Regions from separate parts of the Mus musculus genome. Here all the other regions are linked to region 1. Evidence: chromatin contacts called from public Hi-C, HiChIP or PLAC-seq and promoter capture Hi-C data. All regions are on one chromosome and are shown on one strand. The core of a region is the stretch at or near the end of the contact, and the rest is flanking DNA. Distances in the headings are between cores, read along the strand shown.

Region 1 (2,700 bases), core at 196-2,695:
GCGATGCTCAGCAGACAACCAGAGCCTAACAGGGCTCCATGCTGTCTCCTGGAACACCCTGTAACTAGAGAAATGTCTGGCTGGCTGGCTTCTTCATGCTTACACTTGATTCATTGTGTCCTTCTGGTGGGAGCACTTTCAACAAGGTCCTGGGTGGTAAGTCCAACCCGACCCAAGTGTGCTACCTGCCCGGAAGCTTGTCCAACTTGTCACCTCGAAAGTCTACCGAGGGTATAACTTTGATGTTTGTGAAAACATTACCCCTATAAGAAGGGGAAGGAATTTATACCACTGTCAACCTTTTCCTAGTAAGCAGATTCTGAGAGGTTTTGGTGGGAGGGACAGTTATGCGCAGGAAGTGACTGAGGTTGAAGAAAGTGTCATGGGAGAGTGGGTCAGGAACCCCAAACCATAAGCTCCTGGAGAGGTCTTTCTTTGATGAATGGCTAGTCTTACTGAACTTGGCTGACAGAGCCATTTCCTTGAACTTAGCATGCAGAGTTGGGTAGACAAATAGGTGGGCATCCTTTTGAAAATTGTTTTATTTTTATTTATTTATTTTGGTCGTTGGGCTCATTAACTGGAGGGGGTCTTTGTAGAGATATTCTAGATAGTGCAGCCTCACCTATTTCCCTGCCTGCCAGATGCTCTCTCAATTTAAGCAACCTCTGGATTTCTTCCTTTGGGCTTCTGAAACTATTCTGATGTTGGCAATGTCTGGGTTATGTTTAGGACATGGCCCAGGACCTAGGGCTTCAGAGACAGTGAAGCAAGGTCAGCCTCTGGACAGATCAGGTTACCTAACAAGCTCTGTGGCATTGGCCATTCATTTCTGTCCTAGGACTAGAAGAAACCTTGGGTTTGGGCATCCTCTAGTGCTCTGTGTAGGATTACCTTGGTTGGTGGGGCTGGACAGGGATTCTAGGTTAGGAATGGATGTATGTTTGGCTGGTGTCTGTTAGGAACACCCAGAAGTGCCTCTGACCGCCTGCACCACATGCCTGCTTGGGAGTATGCCCCGATCCAAGTGCACTTGGTGGCACCATATATGCACCACTCTGCCCTGTGTCTCCACCGCCAGGGTGACTCGAGGAAGCCAAGAAGACCCAGGGGGTGTCTGCAAACGTCCACACTGGGGAAGAGCAGGCGGGCCAGTGGCGGCAGCGTGCGGGGAAGCGCCCCCTGCCCCCTCTGCCGGCCGCTCTACCTTGGTCTAGATGTCAGTCGCGAGCTCCGAGCCAGCTAGCGAGCCAGAGAGGGAGCGGCGGCGGCGGCGGCAGCGGCGGCGGCGGCGGCGGGCCGCGGGCGGCGGGGAGGGGAGGAGGCGAGGAGAGGGAGGGAGGAAGGGAAGCAGGGAGGGCGGGAGGGAGGAGAGGAGGACCCAGAGAGCGCCAGGCAGCTGGAGTTTTTGCAGCGCTTGGCCGGGCTTCAATGCACAGCAGCAGCGAGCCGCGGCGGCAGCAGGCAGCCCGGGAGCTCCGGCGGCGGCCGAGCCAGCGGCGGCCCCGCTCCCTGCCCCCTGCAAACTTTGCGAGCAGCCCGCCCGGGGGGCCGGGGACGCGCCTGGGAGGCTCGGCTTGGACTACGGCCGCGCTCTTGGCCGCCGCAGCGCTAGCCGCCGCCGTCGCTGCTACCACCGCAGCTCCGCGCCTCCCCGGGGAGCTGCCGGCGGCTTCCGAGGCCCCCCAGCCCCGGCCCCTGGGCACTGCCCGGCTAGTCCCCGGCCAGGGTTGGGGGCGACAGCGGCGCAGCCAGCCCCGGGCTGCCAGGGGGTGGCCGTCACTGCCCAGGGAGGCGCGCAGAGGATCGGAGAGCGCTCCCCGGCGGGTCCCCAACGTACTCGCCGCCGCGCCCGGGCAGCGGCCCGACCCGGCTAGCATGGGCGGCGCGGAGTGACGCCGCCGTGCCCGCTTGGCATCAAGGACATTCAGCCCGCGGGGGTGGGGACGAAGGGGGGCAGCCCCGCGTCGCCGCCGCAGCCCCTGAGAGCCACCGCTGTCGCTGCTTGGGCTCCGGGGCTGGATGGAAGCTAGGGGTGCTTGGAATTGATCTTCATTTCCTGACCTTTTTGTTGGACATTACGCCCACCTTGGACGCTGCAAGAGGAGCTGTCAAGCCCGGCAGGCTCTGATTTGGCCCCCTCCGTTTTTCTCTGCTGCTCGTGGCTTCCCCGTGCCTCGGTGGAGTATTTGCGTTCGGGGCTGGGGCTGGAGGAGGCAGCCACACGCGCGCACACGCACACGTTCAGAGGAGGGCGAGAGGCAGCGGTACAGGCACCATCTGCAGTGTCAATGCGGCGCTGGGGCTGAAGGAGGGAAACGCCGCGCTTCCAGGTAAGGAGCCGCCGGCCGGGCACAGGGCCAGCTGGGCAGAGCGGGCGGAGGTGGCGAGTCCGGTCCCGGAGTCCTCGCCTGCTCTGAGGCAGCCCACTACACACACACACGCACACACACACACACACACACACACACACACACACACACGCAAAACACAAATCGCGTGCGCGCACACACACATACTCACACACAGGCACACACTGCGCTCACGCACCTGCCCACGTCCCACCTGGACACCCGCGTAGGTGCATCGCAGCCGGAGCAGGGATTTCCCGTGTTCTTCTCCTCTCCGGACCTAGACTTCTCTTCCCCAGGACTTTCAGGGTGGGATTCAGTAAATGACTGACTCTCCTATCCAGCCTGG
Region 2 (2,710 bases), core at 171-2,670, 1.0 Mb after region 1:
ACGGTCCTTGGGATCCGGGAACAATCTCTCCACTTAGGCTCATCTGACAGAAAGACTCCGGATTAGCAACCCAGGAGTCATGTGTGACAAATTTTCACCATATCCTTTCCGTGTCAGCCTCCCCTCCCCCTTCAGCTTTGTATCCCGAGATGAGAGTGCCACCTCTGCAGGGGACTCCACTGAGTCTGCAGCCCGCAAAGCCTCCCCGCCTCCCCAAACGAATAGGATGCGAGCTTCTTTGTCCTTTCACAGAGTAAACTCGGGTTTATGAGATTCTCCATTTATGAGATTCTCCAATTCCGATCTCCCACCTCAGGTCTATGGGTTTCTCACGAGCGAAAGCTGCTTCTTTCATTAAGGCTGTTCAAGGTTCTGGCCCTACGCTAAGTGCGTCTCCCAAGCAAGTGTCTCAGCAGCTGTTGGAAGTGTTGTTAGCCTTGTTCTTCGTATGTAAAGAATCAAAGCACTCAGAGTGAGTTAGCCCAACTAGGTTTTGAGCCCAGGTTGGATTTGACGCCGAGGCCCTTAAATCTCCATTGCTGCTTTTTATTCAGCAATATTATTTCTTATGGCTCAATTACAGTATTACGGGCTCTGTGCAAAGTATTTTTCCAGATTAATCTCAGAAGTAAGGCTGCTATTTACCACCTAAGGGATCTTAAACAACTTTTTAAACTATTTTTTTAACTCTATTTTTCTGTCTGCAAAACGAGGCTTAAAAATGTGACTGCCGTGAAGAGCAAGCGAATTAATACGTGCAAAGCACTTAGAACACAGACGCGCACGAATTAAGCGCTGAAATTTTTGCCTTAAAAGAGTCGCATCCATTTGTACATCGGTGGGAGAGGTTAAAAACAAAAACAAAAACAAAAACAAAAACAAAAACCCGTCCAGATGGTACGGGGCTCATCCCGGAGGACAGACTTGGGGACTGCACGAGATCCAGGCACCTGCTGGGCAGGGGACCTGCTTCCCTTGTTCTGCCGCAGGAAGGCGCTGAGGTCTGGGGGCCTGGAAGGGTCGGTTCTTATCGGAACTTCCAGACTGGGGGGGCCTGTGCCTGCGTTGTAAGGGCGGTAGCATTATGGAGGATCCGGGCTGATCCCCTGCAAAAGCAATGTGTAGGACATCCGCGGCATGGATTGATTGTCTGACAGGGTCCCTGGCGCGCGCGCAGGCAAGTATACACAGCGTGAGCACAGATTCACAGGCACACACACACACACACACACACACACACACACACACACACACACACACTCACTCACACACGCACTGCCCGGGACCGCCAGCCCCTGCTCCCCCGCCCGCCGCGCTCCAGGGCGGAGTTTCCTCCTCTGCTTATTGTTCGCAGCCCAGCGCCCGCCCAGCCGCCGCCCCGCCCGACCCCGCCGCCGCTGTGGGCGAGCTCCTGGGGGAGGGGGCGGAGGCCAGCGCGGACGGGACGGGGCGGGAGTCTTCGCAGCAACGTGCGCGGGGCCGCAGCGGCGCAGACACCGCCCGGGCCGCAGACACCTTCGCTCGTCGCTGCTGGCTCCGTGTCCCAGCCCAGCTCTGCGGTAGGCAGGAGGAGCGGCCGGATCGCGACTCCGGAGTTCGCGGCCGTCGCCAGGCCTCCCGGAGCGGCGCCGACGCTCCCGCTGTCCGGACGCGCGACCCTGCGCCAGCGCCGCAGCCACCTGCTCGGAGTCCCCGGGCGAGCACAACCATGCCTCCCACTACGGCGCTCTCCGCGCTGCTGCTGCTGCTACTGTCGCCTGCATCTCACTCCCATAATGGTGAGTGGACAGCCGCGGCTCTGCCGGGACCCCTGGTCATTCCCCTCCGCCCCAAGCCTGGTGGGGCTCCTGGGAAGCCGGCTGCACCGCGTGGTCGGACCGCTTGCAGCCTCTCCCGCGTGGCCGCACGCAGAGTCCTGACCTTGGCACCATCCACGCCCCCTCCAAATTGGAGAACCCCGCAGGTGCGGGGCCAGATCGTGGATTTATTCCTAGTCTTCACTGGTGTAGAGTGAGCCGGAGGTTGTGAGATTGTAAAGGGGGCACTTGGTGGGTTCGCTGGAGATGGGGGGGAAACTTTGGGTTGTGGGGAGGTCCCAGATTCCCGCATGACCACCAGAATGCGATTTCTCTTTCTCGTGTTTGGGGCTACTAGGGGACCGTATTGGGAGGTCGTTGAAACTAAGCAAAGCCGCGGGCAGGGACCACAAGAAGGAGCCCCTGAAACTGACCTCAAATCCCTAAATGCCCACGCGTGTAGCGTACTTCTTGTGCAAGCGCTTTTTCTTAAGCTTGTCCCGGGACGGGTGGAATAAGCGCTCCTTCCAGGGTCCCAGAGCCTGGTTCAGTGGGGTCCTTGCCTTCATGTTGCCAAAGGACCGGATTCTTTCTCAGAGCATGGCCAGGATGGTGGGCCCCTCCCACCCCTTTGTGTAAACAAGAAATTTCTTTCACAAATGAGGTTTGAGTTGTGTCTTAGTAATACCTCGGGCACCCATCTCCCATCAGACCCAGCTTGGAGACGATCCCACTACCTTCTTTCTGAAGGTGGAATGTTACTTTCTGTTTGAGAGGTCAGGCAGTGTCTGCAAACATAACCAGAGCAGGTGTCCCAAAGTCCCTGCCAAACAGCTGAGAGACTCAGCCCAGGAGAGAGAGGCAGGTTTCATAAACGGAGTAGCCTATCTTGAGCAGGTAGCTGCAGGGAGAAA
Region 3 (2,700 bases), core at 144-2,643, 1.1 Mb after region 1:
CAGACATATGAACAGGGCGGGTGGTAGGATAGCAGCAGCAGACCCACACAGACTGGAGTGGAGACAAACGGTCTGGACTCCCGTTTTCTGTCACTTAAGTTCTGTGTCTTGGCCAGGCCGGAGTCAGTGACATGAAGCTGGGGAAGGAAGGGCCTCCAGAGGTCAATGAGGACCGCTTCAGCCTGCCGCTCATCATCACCATCGTCTGCATGGCATCCTTCCTGCTCCTTGTTGCTGCCCTCTACGGCTGCTGTCACCAGCGGATCTCCCAGAGGAAGGACCAGGTGAGTGTTTTCTTACTCTAGGTAGCCCAGTTACCCAATGTGTCTCTCACTCGGTCCCTCCACAGGAGTGGGCCTGGAGCCTTCGAACAGGTTCTTGTCCCCGCTGTCAAGCTAGCTTGTCTCTAACGCTGGAGACTCAAATGTGGAAGCAAGAGCAGAAACACTAGGGTTAAGCCGTGTCTGTAAGTCAATGTCTGTAAGTCAATCATAAGTCTACAGCCTTGTCGTCTGCATAGTGGGGATGGTCCCTTGCAGACCTGTTCTGGAGACTTAGGGGATATGATCCCTAAATATATTATATATCATATATGGCCTTGGGCAAGTGCTGCTCTAAAAAAGCTTCTTTCACCCAACCAACTAGAACCACATCTTCTCTGGTGTAGTGGTGGCGTACATTTGTAATGGCAGCACTTGGGAAGCTGATGCCGGGGGATTGCAAGTTGGAGGTCAGCCTGGGCTACACAGCAGGACCCTGTCTCAACTTTACAGTGCTGTTCTGCTGTGGGTCTCCACCCTAGCTGTAAACTAATGAGAGCATTAAGACAGTTCCCACTCCTATTGACCTCGTGCATTGACCGAGGCATGAGTGATGGCAGTGTGTATCCACAGCTGGATCTCAGAGCACAGACTACTGTCTGCACATCTGTAAGGGCCACCCTATTCACCTTGACCACTGAAAAGTCCTGTCAGGCTGCTCTGAAGGAGCCTTGTTTGTTTACTTATTTATTTATGTTGTTCTTCTCTGTTATTTATTATGGAATGATGTAGAAAAACAGAGGTTTTTATGGAGAGGGATGGAGAAGAGAAAAAAGATCTCAAGGACAAAATGTCTTCAGAAATCTCTCTCCATGATGTCACAGACTGCCACGGAATGAAGGTAGAAAGCAGCTGGTAATTTTAGGATATGGGGGAGTACTCATGAGATGGTCAGGCTAGTAGCCAGGGTGGTCTCTGCCCCCACAAGTGAACCACGGGAATTTAATCTGGCCAACTTGAGGTCCCTGGGTTGAATGGGGAAATGTTTCATATTAAAGCTCACAGCACTCCAAAATTGCCGTCTTCCTGTGTTATTGTCCCCATTTTAGCAACGGCTCACAGAGGAGCTGCAGACAGTGGAGAATGGTTACCATGACAACCCAACCTTGGAAGTGATGGAGACTCCTTCTGAGATGCAGGAGAAGAAGGTGGTCAACCTTAATGGGGAGCTGGGGGACAGTTGGATCGTCCCTCTGGACAACTTGACCAAGGATGACCTAGATGAGGAGGAAGACACACACCTCTGATCTGTCTGCTGGCCACCCCAACTGCACTGCAGAGCTCCAGACCACCCAAAGTGCCATTTGGACAGGGAGGGGGAAATCTTCCCACCTGAAGACAGAAAGACTGGGGAGGGAGAATGGACTCCGAAGGTTGTCTCCCTCCTCACAATCCCTACAGGGCCTTAATTTTCCTTTTCAAGTTCAACAAAGTCACATTCTGTCTAGTTCCCTCATGTAAAATAACCTACTTGTGCCTGAGCCCAGAGCAGGAAGGCAGGAGGAAGATGGAGAACGCCATGCGAGTCTCTGGAGCTCCTCCAGGAACGGCACCCTCTCATCTCATAACTGAGGCCTTAAGAGGTCAGGTGACTTGCACGGGGCCACACAGCCCTTTGGTGACAAAGGTTGTTTCCCTCAGTCTGGTGCTTAATTGCATCCAGACACACTACTGTGTTCATCTGTGCCCATTCCCCAAGGCACAAGACACTTGCAGGTGGGCAGGCTGGAAAAGAAAACCAAGCCTCTATGGTCTCAAGGACAGGTCCCCAATTTCCATCTCCTATAACATGGCCTCGGCTAGCTTGTTGTATCCCACCTCTCATGAGTTAGTCTTTAGTCCCATTATTTCCCAGGGCATGGCTTTGAACTTCTTGTTCTACATTCTGATTTCCTTGCCTTTCTTAGTGGGATTGGGACTAAACTCACAGGCCTCACTATCTAATGGAGTCTGCCTAAGGGGTGGGTGGGCAGGCAAAGGCATCTCATGCTCTGATGGCTTCCCCAATAGCTTCCTCATGGCAGCTGATTCTGTACTGAGACTGGCCTATCATTTAAGACACTCCCTAGAAGACACTTCTCAAAAATCTCCTCTGGCCGTCTGCTTCTGCTCCTTTTTTGTTGTTCACTGCTCAGCTGAGTGGGTGACTCCTCAAAACCTAGTGTCACATAGCAGTTGTCTAGGAACAGATATGTCCTGGGGTCCCAACTGGTCCCTGATTGGCAAATGTGTCTCAGTAGACAATCGATCTAACCTACCAGGCATTATTATTATTCCACAGGAAGCTCAGGGACTTTTCAAGTTGCTGAGAGCTTGGGTTGGTGTGCTGTGGTGTGTTGTGTGTGTGTGCGCCAGCTCCTTACTGCCAAAGGCCAAAGCT
Region 4 (2,703 bases), core at 115-2,614, 1.2 Mb before region 1:
GAATAAACAAAATACTGGGAATGAAACTCAAAGAAAACAAAAAGTGTAAGTGGTTCGTTTTCTTTTTTTAGGTACAGATGCACACCAAAGAATGAGATTGGATTCCAAAATGCTTTGTGTTTTAAACCCTAGGTTTTTTTTTTTTTTTTTTTTTTAGTGAGGACATTAGAGCCATCTCTAAGAGCTTGGGGGTGGGGAACCAATTGATCAGGCCTCTTTTCAACTTAATGATTTTCATGATGACTTCCAGCAGACCTTAAATGGAGCTAATCTATTTACACTAATAAAGCCGCATCTCCTGTACCAGAGAGTGGAAGAGTGAATGGCAACACTGGCTGTGATCAAATGCCACTCAAAGGCAACGTTCTTCATAGTAACACAATCTCATCTGATGACACAATATGCTGTTGCTGCTATCCATGCATCCCTGGGAAAACAGAAACGGTTACTGGCAGTGTTCTGCTCTATCTGGGAAGATAATAAGTTTGGGCATCAGTGTAATTATCTTCAGCAAATAATTATACTGAAAGCAGCCGTATCTACCATGGCTTGCCTGGGATTCCTGCACCTACCCACCTATCAGTAATGTTCACTTGTAACCCTGTAGACTCCTACAATTCCGACCATCCTGCGTATTTGCTTTAACAGCCATACTTCCTCACTGATTCCCATGGCTAGGTACAGGAGTGAGTTGTGAACCTCTCAGCCCACATCTGCATGGAACGTCATAACGTGACCTAACTTGAAAACAGGTTCTTTGCGGATGAAATTAAAACTTGGGATAGAAATATATAAGATTAGGATGGCCTTAAATCTACTGAAAGTGTCCTTATGGGAGTCAGACAAATGACAGGGACAGGGAAAGGTTATGCTAAGGAACTCTGGTTGTTCCTTAGAGTTGTTTCTTGAACAAGAACAGCAATATCTTCTAGAGCCTCTAGGGTCCCCTCTAGAGCCTTGGAAGAATTGCAGATTCTGATACCTATAACAGTGATGGAGTAAACTATTTAAAGTTTTCAAATATTTATTTATTTGTTTGTCTGTCTGTTTACTGTGTATGTGCACATGTGCACACATATGTATAGTGCAGTGCTTGTATAGAAGCCCAAGGACAACTTGCAGGAGTCACTTTTTTCCCTTAGGTTCTAGAGACTGAACCCTGGTCATCAGTTTTGGGAGCAAATACCCTTCCTTTCCTAGCTATCTTGCTGGCCCCACAGAATTGGCTTCTTTTGTTTCAAGCCACTGTGTTACCCTGCTTTTGCAGCCCTAGGAAACAAATCCACTGACTCGCAGCGCTATGAGCTCCACATGCTGCTACTGATCTCCAGCCAGCAGAGGGGCTCCAGGGACAGGACACGGTGGAGCTACAGCAGCTGCTCTTGCCTGCTGTCAGGCTAGGGTCTAGGGGCACTAGCAAAGTCATTGGGTGTGTGTTAGAGTGAATGCAGGTTGGTGGGGAAAGGAAAGCAGCCTGAAGATCCAGTGGGAGATAGCAGGATGTGAAAGAGCAGTGACAGAGGTCAGAAAGCCATAGAAGGGAGAGCTAAGGAGCAGACAGGAACTGACTTAGAGTGCTCAGTGCTGAGACCAGTCTCATGTGGTATGAGGAAGGAGGTGGAGTATGTTCTACAGTCATTATCCCGCTTAACCATTATTATGTTCCTAGGCCCCCAAAATTATAATTTCTATTTTCCAGAAAAGAAATAGGTATCGAGAGGCTAAATAATTTGGTCACAGTAAAGAAGCTATTAAGTGATATGGCTGGAATTCATTTGTATGCGATTTCAGAGCTTATGTATAAAGCTTGGTTCCCAATATAAAGTTGAGCACTCTATTACAGACTTGACTAGAGTAAATGCCTCAGCAATAACCAGGTTCTCCCTCTCAGGGAAATCACCGATTATAAGCAGCAGCAGTCTTCAGAGAAGTGGTGCTGATCCTGGCTGAATGCTCAGATCATCCGGGCATCTTGCAGGGAGTCCCTCGAGCCTGGCCAACTGATGGCGTGTGGGCAGGGGTACTTTTAGGAAGCTTCCTGGGTGACTTGGATGGGTCATGTTCCTGAGAATCACTGCTCTAAGCCAGCAGGTGGGAGTGGGAAGTGTGGCTGGCTGAGGAGGAGGTGAGAGTTGGCTGTTTGCAGGCAGACTGTAGCTATTTAACTTTTCAGAAGTGACTCTGGCAAATGCTGGGGCAGTGAGGAAAATATAATATGCTTTAAATGTTCAAGATGGCTTACTGTGTTACTCACACAGCTTATGTTTGTTCCTCCAGCGATAGGGAATTTGAGCCTGAGCCTCAGCCGGAGAAGCTGCTTCTGTCTCATATTGCCCTTCCTGAGCCAGAAAACGTGGGCTCCTGTCCTGGGAAAGCACGCTGTAAAATTTGGAAATGTGCTAGACAAGGAAGAAGCTTTTGCCACTGTGGGACATAGTGGGTTTTTTTGTTTGTTTGTTTTGTTTTTTTTTTTCAATGTCTGGGTCAGCATGAAGCAATGTAGAGTATTTCCTTAACATGACTATGGTTGCTCACCACATAAGCACACACAGCATCAGGTCTGGAAAGGCCTGACCCTAAGGCTGGGCGTGGCGACACTGAGAGGCGCTTCTTCAACCTTGGATTATATTAAAGCCATGTTCAGGGCTACTTCAACCCTGGTATAAAGTTCGGGAGTCTGGGTCTCACAAGTTCCCAGGTGAG
Region 5 (2,728 bases), core at 224-2,723, 1.2 Mb before region 1:
GTCCGTTTCTGCTAGTTAACACAATGGGTGTTATAACTGCACTTGGACCATGCCGTCCACCTCACCCCATTGGAGTCATATAGTACTCTTTGCCACTAACTGGGAAAATGCCAAACTTCCCTTCCTTACCTATGCACACATTCTGCCCTTGTTACGATTTGCTCGCTTTCCTGCATGCATCCATTCACCCTTCTGCTTTACTGCAATTCTCCCCATTCAGTTTAGCAAAGGCTTCCTCATTCATTCACCAAACATGCCAAGGGGGGCAGCAAGGTGTTACCCCTGAGTTGGATCTGCTATCATCATCCTTTCTCAAGAGTGCTCCTTAGCATTCTGGTATGCTTGGGATCAAATCCAGGGCCCTTTGCATGCTAGTCAAGTTCTACAGCAATTCCACTGAGTTCATGCTAAGCTTGCAGGTGTGTCATGCTGCAAAGTGTCTTCATACTTTAGCATAATTTCTAGCTCCTTTATGAAGACACAGTGAATGGCTGAAAGGTGAGTCCCCAGCTGCTTATAACTCTCAGTAGTATGCTGTGTCTGATATCAATGGAACCTCTAAGTATATAGCAGAGGTTTTATTTGTGTTTTCTACCAGCTTCAACATCATGGTTGTGTGTGTGTGTGTGTGTGTGTGTGTGTGTGTGTGTGTGTGTGTGTGTGTGAGAGAGAGAGAGATTGAGAGAGAGAGAGACAGAGACAGAGACAGAGACAGAGACAAGTGTGAGTACTCCGGCCACTGGAGAAAAATTAATGAACTGATACCAAATTAAAATGAAGAGAAACTTCACAAAAACTGTGAATTCTAAGCATTAAATGACTCGTTGGGGACAGATGGAACTGCTGGTTGAATCTCAGGGCAAAGAGGACAAACATGGGGAGAGAAGCATTTGGCTTAGAGGTGGCACAGTAATAGACAGACTGCCTGATTAGGAACATGGTACATTTCAGAACTCACAACTGGGTTTACTTGAAGCTCCAAGGGGTATGACTAATTAAGGAAAACACTTCTAGTTCTTACTTCCCTTGTAGGGAACATCTGCACCCCAATCACGTGCCATGACATCATTCCAGAGCAGTCTTTCTCTTGAGCACTGTGCTCTCACAGGAGAGATGTCCCTGACCTTTCCTCAGATCTTTAAACCCACAGCTCTGCTCAGGTTCTCCTGAGAGACTGGTTCTCAGCAGAGGGCATTGTGAGCTCACAGATTTGACAGCTTCCATGCAAGATCTGCTGAGAATCACGAGGGCGAAGTCGGACTGCAATGTTTCCCTACTTCCTCCCTCCTCCCCTCCCTAGTGTTATATCATTTTGGATCATTTGAATTGTACATGGCTTTCTATTTAAGTCAGTCATTTGCTGGCAGAAAAACTAGAACATTTCCTGTTTTTCCTCTCACTGTAATCAGGATTTGGTTGTCCAAATTAGGACTGCCCTAATTACTCCTCAGCAGGTGCCAATCCGGGGGAGGGCAACAGACTGGAAGAGAGGAAGTAAGGACACTGCATCTTCAGAGTCACGCAAGAAGAAAACACACGCTCCCTAAACCTGAAAAACCTGATGAAGTCACAGAAACACGCTCCTTGGGGTTGCGTGTGGAGAACGTACACACATGTCCATGTAAAACAAGTATAAAGATGGTTTTCTACTTGGTTGACTTCAAAGGTTTACAGATTTGCTTTTCCCAATCACAGATGAATTTACATTAGACCCATAATTCAGGAGCTGTGTACATCACCCCCAGACAATCATGTGTATGGAATCATCTGGGGAAACAAGAAGTGGACATCTTTGCCTCTGCCTCTTTCTCTGTCTCTCTCTGTCCCTCACTCCCCCCACCTTGTGTGTTTGTGTGTGTTTGTGTGTGTGTGTTTGTTTCCACAGGGTTCAGTCTCCTAGACAAAAGAATCAAGATCATTTTTAGAGTGTCACAGACCAAGAACCTAAAGCAATGGCTGTGTTCCAAAAGAACCAGGACATCGGCTTAGTAGGTAAGTGCTGCCAAGCCTGCTGATCTAATGTCTTTTAGTTAGGGCTCCTATTGCTGCTATGAAACCCCATGACCAAAAAACAATTCGGGGAGGAAAGGGTTTATTTGGCTTACACTTCCACATCATAACTGAAGAAAGTCAGGATAGGAACTTAAAAAGGGCTGGAACCTGGAGGAGAAGCTGATGCAGAGGTCATGGAGGGGTGCTACTTACTGGGTTGTTTCCCTTGGCTTGCTCAGCCTCCTTTATTACAGAATGCAAGGCCACCAGCCCAGCAGAGGCACCATAGTGGGCACCACACCCTGCCAACTACTAACTTAAAGAAATGTGCTACGGGCTTGCCTCCACCCCCTTCTGATGGAAGCATTTTATTAACTGAGGTTCCCTACTCTCAGATGACTTTAGCTTGACATAAAACTTGCCAAATTGGGAGTCCACAGGGTAGAAGGAAAGAACTGACCCCACAAGTTGTTGTCTGGCAATGATATGGGTACCATAGTATGTGCACATGTGTATACCATCCCATACGGTTAATACATATAATAAATAGTAGATGGTAAACACAGGTGTCTTGCGAAATATAAATGCAGAGGAATAATTGAATTCCTAGTCATAAGCATTTACAATGAACAAACTATTCTCATTTCTCCCTAAAACCAACCATTCTACCTGTGCGTAAGATCCCATCCTTACCTACCTCCTCCCAACACAACTTCAGAGTCTCCCTTTGTTTCAT

Evidence for each region. Promoter capture Hi-C pulls out the DNA fragments that hold promoters and counts their contacts. A called contact is a pair of places that touch in the nucleus more often than the background predicts. HiChIP or PLAC-seq counts read pairs in DNA pulled down with a chosen protein or histone mark.
Region 2: a contact with region 1 is called in an H3K27ac HiChIP or PLAC-seq map of embryonic stem cells, with 8 times the contacts expected there. The contact joins the promoter of Podxl here to the promoter of Plxna4 in region 1. A contact is called at or near these places in 10 of 39 promoter capture datasets (the 3T3-L1 cell line, the C10 cell line, embryonic stem cells and 4 more), 5 of 484 Hi-C or Micro-C datasets (all in embryonic stem cells), 6 of 115 datasets of contacts at active chromatin or transcription factors (embryonic stem cells, pancreatic cancer cells and stem cell-derived neural progenitor cells) and 1 of 9 other capture datasets (embryonic stem cells).
Region 3: a contact with region 1 is called in a promoter capture Hi-C map of hippocampal neurons, with 7 times the contacts expected there. The contact joins the enhancer-like site here to the promoter of Plxna4 in region 1. A contact is called at or near these places in 11 of 39 promoter capture datasets (the 3T3-L1 cell line, embryonic stem cells, frontonasal cranial neural crest and 5 more), 1 of 15 datasets of contacts at CTCF or cohesin (embryonic stem cells), 13 of 484 Hi-C or Micro-C datasets (the Ba/F3 cell line, cerebellum, cerebral cortex and 4 more), 8 of 115 datasets of contacts at active chromatin or transcription factors (SST interneurons, astrocytes, embryonic stem cells and 2 more) and 1 of 9 other capture datasets (embryonic stem cells).
Region 4: a Hi-C map of the N1E-115 cell line shows a contact between it and region 1, with 11 times the contacts expected there. The contact joins the enhancer-like site here to the promoter of Plxna4 in region 1. A contact is called at or near these places in 2 of 39 promoter capture datasets (the 3T3-L1 cell line and hippocampal neurons) and 2 of 484 Hi-C or Micro-C datasets (the N1E-115 cell line and embryonic stem cells).
Region 5: a contact with region 1 is called in a Hi-C map of forebrain, with 5 times the contacts expected there. The contact joins the enhancer-like site here to the promoter of Plxna4 in region 1. A contact is called at or near these places in 2 of 39 promoter capture datasets (embryonic stem cells and hippocampal neurons), 1 of 484 Hi-C or Micro-C datasets (forebrain) and 1 of 115 datasets of contacts at active chromatin or transcription factors (embryonic forebrain).

The regions. Positions count from the first base shown.
Region 1 is chr6:32,586,937-32,589,636 of GRCm38.p6, reverse strand. Plxna4 (plexin A4) reads left to right here and starts at 1,445. Exons shown (of 32, transcript NM_175750.3): 1 at 1,445-2,333.
Region 2 is chr6:31,562,647-31,565,356 of GRCm38.p6, reverse strand. Podxl (podocalyxin-like) reads left to right here and starts at 1,420. Exons shown (of 8, transcript NM_013723.3): 1 at 1,420-1,778. The coding sequence starts at 1,709.
Region 3 is chr6:31,521,889-31,524,588 of GRCm38.p6, reverse strand. It overlaps Podxl (podocalyxin-like), which reads left to right. Exons shown (of 8, transcript NM_013723.3): 7 at 117-284; 8 at 1,370-2,700. The coding sequence ends at 1,567. Among named protein-coding and RNA genes, the nearest start is that of Podxl, 41 kb to the left of the region's middle. Within about 2 kb of position 1,393, at least 23 of the 459 cell types and tissues checked have an H3K27ac peak or open chromatin away from gene starts, as enhancers often do. A contact at or near this core is called in SST interneurons, cerebral cortex, hippocampal neurons and 1 more, where this site is marked.
Region 4 is chr6:33,762,817-33,765,519 of GRCm38.p6, reverse strand. The region is part of intron 11 of Exoc4 (exocyst complex component 4); the gene reads right to left. Among named protein-coding and RNA genes, the nearest start is that of Gm13853, 230 kb to the left of the region's middle. Within about 2 kb of position 1,364, at least 18 of the 459 cell types and tissues checked have an H3K27ac peak or open chromatin away from gene starts, as enhancers often do. A contact at or near this core is called in the N1E-115 cell line, where this site is marked.
Region 5 is chr6:33,822,571-33,825,298 of GRCm38.p6, reverse strand. All of the region lies in intron 12 of Exoc4 (exocyst complex component 4), which reads right to left. Among named protein-coding and RNA genes, the nearest start is that of Gm13853, 170 kb to the left of the region's middle. Within about 2 kb of position 1,473, at least 56 of the 459 cell types and tissues checked have an H3K27ac peak or open chromatin away from gene starts, as enhancers often do. A contact at or near this core is called in forebrain, where this site is marked.